2 separate regions of the Mus musculus genome follow, and region 2 is linked to region 1. A link is a contact called in public promoter capture Hi-C data. All regions are on one chromosome and are shown on one strand. Each heading gives the region's core, a stretch centred on a gene start, on an enhancer-like site or on the middle of the called end of the contact. The rest is flanking DNA. Distances are from core to core; before and after follow the strand shown.

Region 1 (3,504 bases), core at 335-2,834:
CGGGGCGGACCCGGAGGAGGCGGAGCCTCTGCCCCGCCTCCCCGGCTCCAGCGGGTTTGAGTCAGGGCCCCAACCAGCCCGGCCTGTTCCCCACCAGCCAGCCCCTCCTTGGGGTGGGAAGGGAAGTGGGGAAAGCTGAGGGAGTCAACCTACACCCCCCAACCCCCACAGTTGTCTGGCCTTGAGCCCTAAGTGAGGCCTGCTGGTCCAAACTCTTAACTCTCCCTATCTACACTTGCATCTCTCAGGATCTGTCTCCAAATCTCCTCTCTCTCTCTGCATCTGGGATTCATTGGCGTTTCGTTCTTTGAGGCCTCTGGCTGGGTGCAGGGACCTGGCAAGGAGACACATTCAGAGCTCTCCTGCACCCCTAGCTATCCTGTGCCCTGCGAGTTAGGAGGCATGAGGAAGGCAGAGGGTGGCTACTTTCTGCCAAGAACCAGTCTCTGCCTTGGGCTGGGCTTTTCTCTCGCACAAAGAGTGAGTCTGGGCTCACCCTGATGGTGCAGACCTGCATCCCACCTCAGACAGGAAGATTCAGGTTCTAAGCCATCCTGGGCTACAGAACAAAGGCAAAGCCAGTCCGAACAGCTTAGTCTTAAAACGGAACGCAAAGAGGGCTGGGAGATCGCTCAAGTGCACAAGCTCCTAGGCTCCAGCATTGCAAAAAGGAAACGGCTCAGAGGGAGAAGTGCATGGCCAAGGTCACCCAAGAGGAAGTAGGACTCAGGATTCAGACCCATGCCCTAGCAACCCTGTGGCCTCTAAGGACTTCAGAGTTGGCACTAAGGGAGATGGCTGAAAGAGTCAGAAATACTAAAGGAAAGATGGGACCAGTGGGAGGGGAAGGTGCTCACAAAAGTAGAAGCGATCGCCAGACACAGCCAAGAGATTCAGAGATGGGGGATTTGGGGGAGGGGCTTAGAAGTATGGATCCCTAGCACGCAGGAGCCTCCCCCCCCCCCCACCAGCCAACAGAAACGTTTGCCGGTTATGGTGTCCCAGGCGAGATGGGAGGTAGAGGAGGGAGGATCAGGAGTTCAAGGTCATCTTCCGCTACACAGCAAATTTAAGGCTAGCCTTCGATCCATGGTCCAAGAAAAAAAGAAAGGAAGGAAGGAAGGAAGGCAGGCTGGCTGGCTGGAAAGATAGATAGATAGATAGATAGATAGATAGATAGATAGATAGATAGATAGATAGATAGACAGACAGACAAATAGATCAAGGCACAGTAGTGCAAGTGTCATTTCAGCACTCAGGAGGTTGAAACAGGAGGAACAGAAGTTCAAGACCACCCTCTACTACATAGTGAGTTCGAGACTAGCCTGGGCTACAGGAGCTCCAGTCTAACAAAGCGAGAGACAGACAGAAGATGTGAGAATCTCAAGGACTCAGACCCAGACAGAGCTCCCGGCCAGAGGCACAATGAGCAGAGTGGCGGGTGGGGACCAGGAGCTCCGCCTCCGAGACGCGGGTCCAGGAAACCCCTGGGGCGGACGGGTGGCCCCGGGGGCCCGGGGGCGGGGAGGCGGGAGGCGGGCGCCGCCCCGACTGACAAAAGTCCCTTCAGTTCAGTCGGCGGCAGGGGAAGTCCCGCTGCCCGGCGAGACCGCCTTCCCGTGCCGAGCTCGCCGCACGCCCCGGCGTCTCCGGGCGGCCCGATGCCCCGATGCCCCGCGGGGGCCATGGACGAGGGGCCCGTGGACCTGCGCACCCGGCCCAAGGGCACCCCGGGCGCCGCGCTGCCACTCCGCAAACGCCCGCTGCGCCCCGCGTCCCCAGAGCCCGCAACCACGCGCAGCCCCGCTGGACCCCTGGACGCCCTGCGCAGCGGCTGCGACGTCCCGGTTGTCCCTGGGCCCCCCCACTGTGTGGCCAGGCCGGAGGCCCTTTACTACCAGGGTGAGTGGCCTCCCCCATGAAAGTCAGGGCCGGGTGGGGGCCACCTAAGGTCAGCAGAACACAGGACACAAATAGTTGGGGTTCCTGGTAGCTGGGACTCCAGGGTGCAAGTTGATGACCCAAAGACAGCTAGGAAAGAGGTTGAGAGGCCCTGGAGCTCAGCCATGGGCGTGCCAAGAAGTTCACCCAGGCAGGTGCCCAAGGGTCAAATGGCCTTGGGGAATGGGGGTCAGAAGACAGCGTCCAGTGTCGCAGATATGGGATCCCAAGACACTCCAGAGACGCAGAATATCTGGTTGGGAGAGACCAGATGTTCAGAACTATGAATAATCGTCACTCGGACCTTGGAAACTGGGGTTCTGGTAAGCAGATATGGGGAGATGAATAGAAATGGACCCAGGATCCAAGGAGGCTGATACGGTAGGTTAAAATCCTGGGAACCGAGGTCTTAGGGCGATAGTGACTGCATTCTGCAGGCTAGTTGTGAGCACTCACAAGTGTCCCTGGGTCAGGTGGCCCTAGGGGCAGGCTTGGGGACTGAGGGTTCTAAGAGAGGGAACACAAGGAATTTAGAAACTGAAGGGCTTCGGTCCAAGGAGAGGGATTCGGGGACCTGGGAAGGGGGGACTTTAGAAAGGGAACCCCAGAGCTGGTCAGACAGCAAGAAACCGGATACCTTTCTCTTCAACTTTTATATCCAGGAAGGGACATCCACCTGCAGTAGGCACATTACTATCTGCTAAATACCCCAGCGCTGCTGAGGTCTCTGGGCCCTCCAGGTTCTTCAGCTACTACCTATCATGCTCCAGCAGGAGGACACTATGTAACAAGAGACCTTCTCCATCTGATGAGAACCCTGCCCTCCATTTCCCCATCTGTGCAATGACCCTTCCCAACGTTGTCATCCAAAAGGGTTCTAAAGGACAAGTTTTCTGACAGCCCCAACTCCCCAGATCCCCTACACCCAGATATTAGCTTGTCATTTATTCCTTCAGCTAATTACTCACAGTGTAATCTTATAACTGAAGTCCCCTGCTGGGTGGTGACAGGGCTCTCTCTGCCCTTAAGGGTCCTTTCTGTAGATGGAGGTCAGACATTTGTGAGAGAAGAGATGTGATGTAGGAAGGAATAGGAATAAGGAATGAAGGTTAGGGTAAGGGATGGGGGCTAGAGGTGAGGGATGGGGGCTAGAGGTGAGGGGTGGGGGTTAGAGGTGAGGGGTGGGGACTAGAGGTGAGGGGTGGGGGTTAGAGGTGAGGGGTGGGGGCTAGAGGTGAGGGATGGAGGTTAGAGGTGAGGGATGGAGGGTGCAGGAGCAGGGAGGAGGGGCACGAACAAGAACATTATCTTGGGTGTTGAGGGCCAAGTCTGAGAAGCTAACAGAACCTGGGGTAGTCAACATGGTGCTGCATGCCTGTAATCCTAGCATTTGGGAAGCTGAGGCAGGAGGATCTTTTTGAGTTTGAGGCCAGTCTGGGCTCCATAGTGACACAACGTTTCAAAGAAGGGATGGGGGCCAAAGAGGTGGTTTAGTGGTTAAAAGCCTCTGGAGCTCTTGCAGAGGACTAGAGCTTGTTTCCAGCATCCACATCTTTCAGCTCA
Region 2 (3,384 bases), core at 459-2,958, 65 kb before region 1:
CAGAAAAATGACAAAACTATAACAAGAAGGATTGATGGAGGGATGACTGTAGACATCACTACTAGGTCTTCCAGGTATGGCTCGATTGGAGGGCTGGGCCTTGGGCAAAGGGCTGGGCCAAAGTTAAAGTCAGTGACTATAGGTTGGTGATTGCTGCTACTGCAGGCATGCACAGGAGTGGGCAATGTGGAGTCTCATTTGTCAGAGGACCAATTAGAGAGGCAGAATGGGGGGCTATTTGCTGCCAAGTGAATAAGGAAAGGTGCCCAGGGCTCCAGGCAGGGCTGCCCACCCTCAGTGGGGTGTGGTGATTATAGTCCTGGCATAAAAAGCCACAATTCCTGATTGCCTCAAATCAGGGACTGAAGGGCTCTGCCCATCATCTGCCACCTCATGACAGAGACAGGCAAGCACACTGCCCTCCACCCCCAACTGTAGGTGCTCCTTTCCTGCTGGACCAGAAACTGCCCAGCGCCAGCCTCCTCTGGTCAGTAGATGGTCTCTTTCCAATAGAACCTTCTGGAATGAGTCTGGAAATATTACAGGCTTTCCCAGTGCCTCAGTGACCCAGATTTCACAGTTTCCATGATGCACTTGGGTGTTTAGCCCCACTCCCACCTCCTTCCTTTGCATGAGCTGGGAAGCCTGGGGCACAGGCCTGATTCCAACTCTCTCACAATAGGTCCCTTCCTCCAGGGAGCCCTCCCTTCCCCTTAGGTTAGTCAGCGGCTCTCCTAGTCTCCGTTGATTTTCAACTGTCCTCTGATCACAGCCTTGTCTGGGGGTGGGTCTGAAAGGGGGCTGTGATACACAGAGGGCTGAAGGAAAGGAGAGCACTTCTCTTTTCTTTTTTGATTTATTTATTTATTATATGTAAGTACACTGTAGCTGTCTTCAGACACTCCAGAAGAGGGCATCAGATTTCGTTAGGATAGTTGTGAGCCACCATGTGGTTGCTGAGATTTGAACTCAGGACCTATGGAAGAGCAGTAGGCACTCTTAACCACTGAGCCATCTCATCAGCCCCCAGGAGAGCACTTCTTAAGCCCCATCGGGTCACAAGCTGGGCAAGGGTCACGGGATTTAGTAGATGAATACTTAGAAACAAACAAACAAACAAACAAAGCACGTTTCAGAGAATGAAGGGGTTGCCGCCAAGCCTGGTAACCTGAGTTAGATTCCTGAGACCCATGGTGGCGAGAAGCACCGCCCTCCATGTTAAAAGAAAATGTTAGCCAGGCGTGGTGGCGCACGCCTTTAATCCCAGCACTCGGGAGGCAGAGGCAGGCGGATTTCTGAGTTCGAGGCCAGCCTGGTCTACAAAGTGAGCTCCAGGACAGCCAGAGCTATAAAGAGAAACCCTGTCTCTTTTTTTTAAAAAAAAAAAAAAAGAAGAAGAAAAAAAGAAAGAAAGAAAAGAAAAGAAAATGTTAAGTTCTTTAGAGTGAACTTGCCCCAGATTTTAAAACAAAAACAAAAAACCCTCTGCTACTCAGTGACTTTCACACTTCCCTGAACTTCTGTTTCTAGGGGAGGTAGTAGGGTGCGGTGGGGGGGGGGGGTGTTGCTCAAACAGAGGCTGCCTCACTGGTTCCCCTTGGCCAGCCACGCTGGGTGGGAAGAAAATGGAGGTGCTGGGGAGGAGGTCCGGGAAGACTGGTCCAACCAGTGTGCACGCTTCATCTCAGGGCATGGGTGGAGCCCTGAAAGGCTGGGAGACAGTGGAAGGGGATGATAGGGCTCGGCAGCCTCCAAGCCTGGCTGGGTCCCGTGGCACCCGCTGGATGCCCCACTGAACTTCACTCTTAAGAGAGCAAGACCCCAGCCTGTGGCTCTCAGTGCCCTTGCCATCTCTACAGGAAGCAAGATGGAGACCTGGACCCCACCGGGCTGCTTCTCAAAGGGCCTCCTGTTCTCAGGTAAGGAGGAAACAGCCTCAGAGGGCTGAGGGACAAGATGAGGCAGGGTAGTGACATCACAGCTCCATCCCTATTTCATCTATGGCATCTTCTAGAATGTCAGGACTATGAGGGTAGGAATTAGTGTTTGTTTTCCCAGGGGGTTCTGGGGAGTGAGCGAAGGAGGGAGGGAAGGGACTATAGAGACTGAGCCAGGACTGGTGAGTCACACATAGACTCGCAGAGTTTGTAAGGTAGAAGGACATCCTGAACTACATAGGCAGTTCAAGGCTAGCCTGGTCTACATGAGACCTTGTTTCAAATAAAAAGCAAAAATCTAGGAACAAGCCAGCCATAGTGGTGTATATCTGTAATGGCAGCACTTTGGAGGCTGAGGCAGAAGGATCACAAGTTGGAGCTGGACTGCATAATGAGTTCCAGGCAACCCTGACTCAAAAGAAGAAGGAAAATGAGGAGGGAGGAGGAGGGGGGAGGGGGGGGAAGAAGGAGGAGGAAGAGGAAGAGGAGGGAGAGGAGAAGGAGAAGAAACCAGGAGATGGTGGCACATGAGGAGGAGGAGGAAGAGGAGAAAGAAGAGGAGGAGGAGGAGAAGGAGAAGGAAGAGAAGAAACCAGGAGATGGTGGCACATGACTTTGATCCCAGCACTCAGGAGACAGAGGCAAAATGAATCTCTAAGGCCAGCCTGGTCTACAGAGTGAGTTCCAGAGCTACACAGAGAAACCCTGTCTTGAAGAATGAGGAGGAAGAATAGGAAGAGGAGGAGAAGACAAACCTAGATGATGTAATTGGTCTATGATGAAATGTATTTACTTATTCATCCTTTAAATATTGGTTGAATAAGTAAATTCAGAGGGTCCAAGTGTTTAGGAACAGACCACATAGCATCTCAGGACAGAAAACCCTTCTGCCACTGGCGTGGCAGATCTGTGGCATCTGTGCCTATATTCCTACTCCCAGGGCAGACATCACTAATCAATCTCATTGTCATTTCCAATGTGCAGCCCTTATGGTCTTTGCTGCGGTTGAGAGTCTGTAAAGAGGAAGGTTTTGTTACCTCTGCCCAAAACTCGACCTCAGGCCTCCTCCATACTTTTCCACAGCCTTGTTCCTGGCCCTTGAGCTGCCCCAAGGCTCACAGGCAGCCCTCCACATCGAGATGATCCCAGAGCAGCCTCAAAAGAACCAGGACCTTCTTCTGTCCCTTCACGGTGTTCCCAGCACTGCTCAGGATTTCATCTGGTACCTGGGGGAGGAGGCTTCTGGAGGCACAAGGCTGTTCTCTTATATCCCCGGACTACCACGGCCCCAGAGGGATGGCAGTGCCATGGGACAGCGAGACATTGTTGGCTTCCCAAATGGTTCCATGCTGCTTCGAAATGCCCAACCTTCAGATAGTGGCACCTATCAGGTGGCCGCCACCATGAACCCTGCCTGGACAATGAAGGCCAAGATTAACGTCCATGT

Evidence for each region. Capture Hi-C pulls out chosen DNA fragments and counts their contacts.
Region 2: a contact with region 1 is called in a promoter capture Hi-C map of pancreatic islet. The contact joins the promoter of Ceacam19 here to the promoter of Bcl3 in region 1. A contact is called at or near these places in 11 of 39 promoter capture datasets (the C10 cell line, the HPC-7 cell line, cranial neural crest and 8 more), 1 of 15 datasets of contacts at CTCF or cohesin (CD8 T cells), 7 of 484 Hi-C or Micro-C datasets (B cells, CD8 T cells, the G1E-ER4 cell line and 2 more), 17 of 115 datasets of contacts at active chromatin or transcription factors (the 230-238 cell line, CD8 T cells, the HPC-7 cell line and 9 more) and 4 of 9 other capture datasets (adipose tissue, embryonic stem cells, liver and 1 more).

What each region holds. Positions count from the first base shown.
Region 1 is chr7:19,820,835-19,824,338 of GRCm38.p6, reverse strand. Bcl3 (B cell leukemia/lymphoma 3) reads left to right here and starts at 1,584. Exons shown (of 9, transcript NM_033601.3): 1 at 1,584-1,902. The coding sequence starts at 1,662.
Region 2 is chr7:19,886,289-19,889,672 of GRCm38.p6, reverse strand. It overlaps Ceacam19 (carcinoembryonic antigen-related cell adhesion molecule 19), which reads left to right and starts at 1,708. Exons shown (of 7, transcript NM_177036.5): 1 at 1,708-1,919; 2 at 3,021-3,384. The coding sequence starts at 1,868.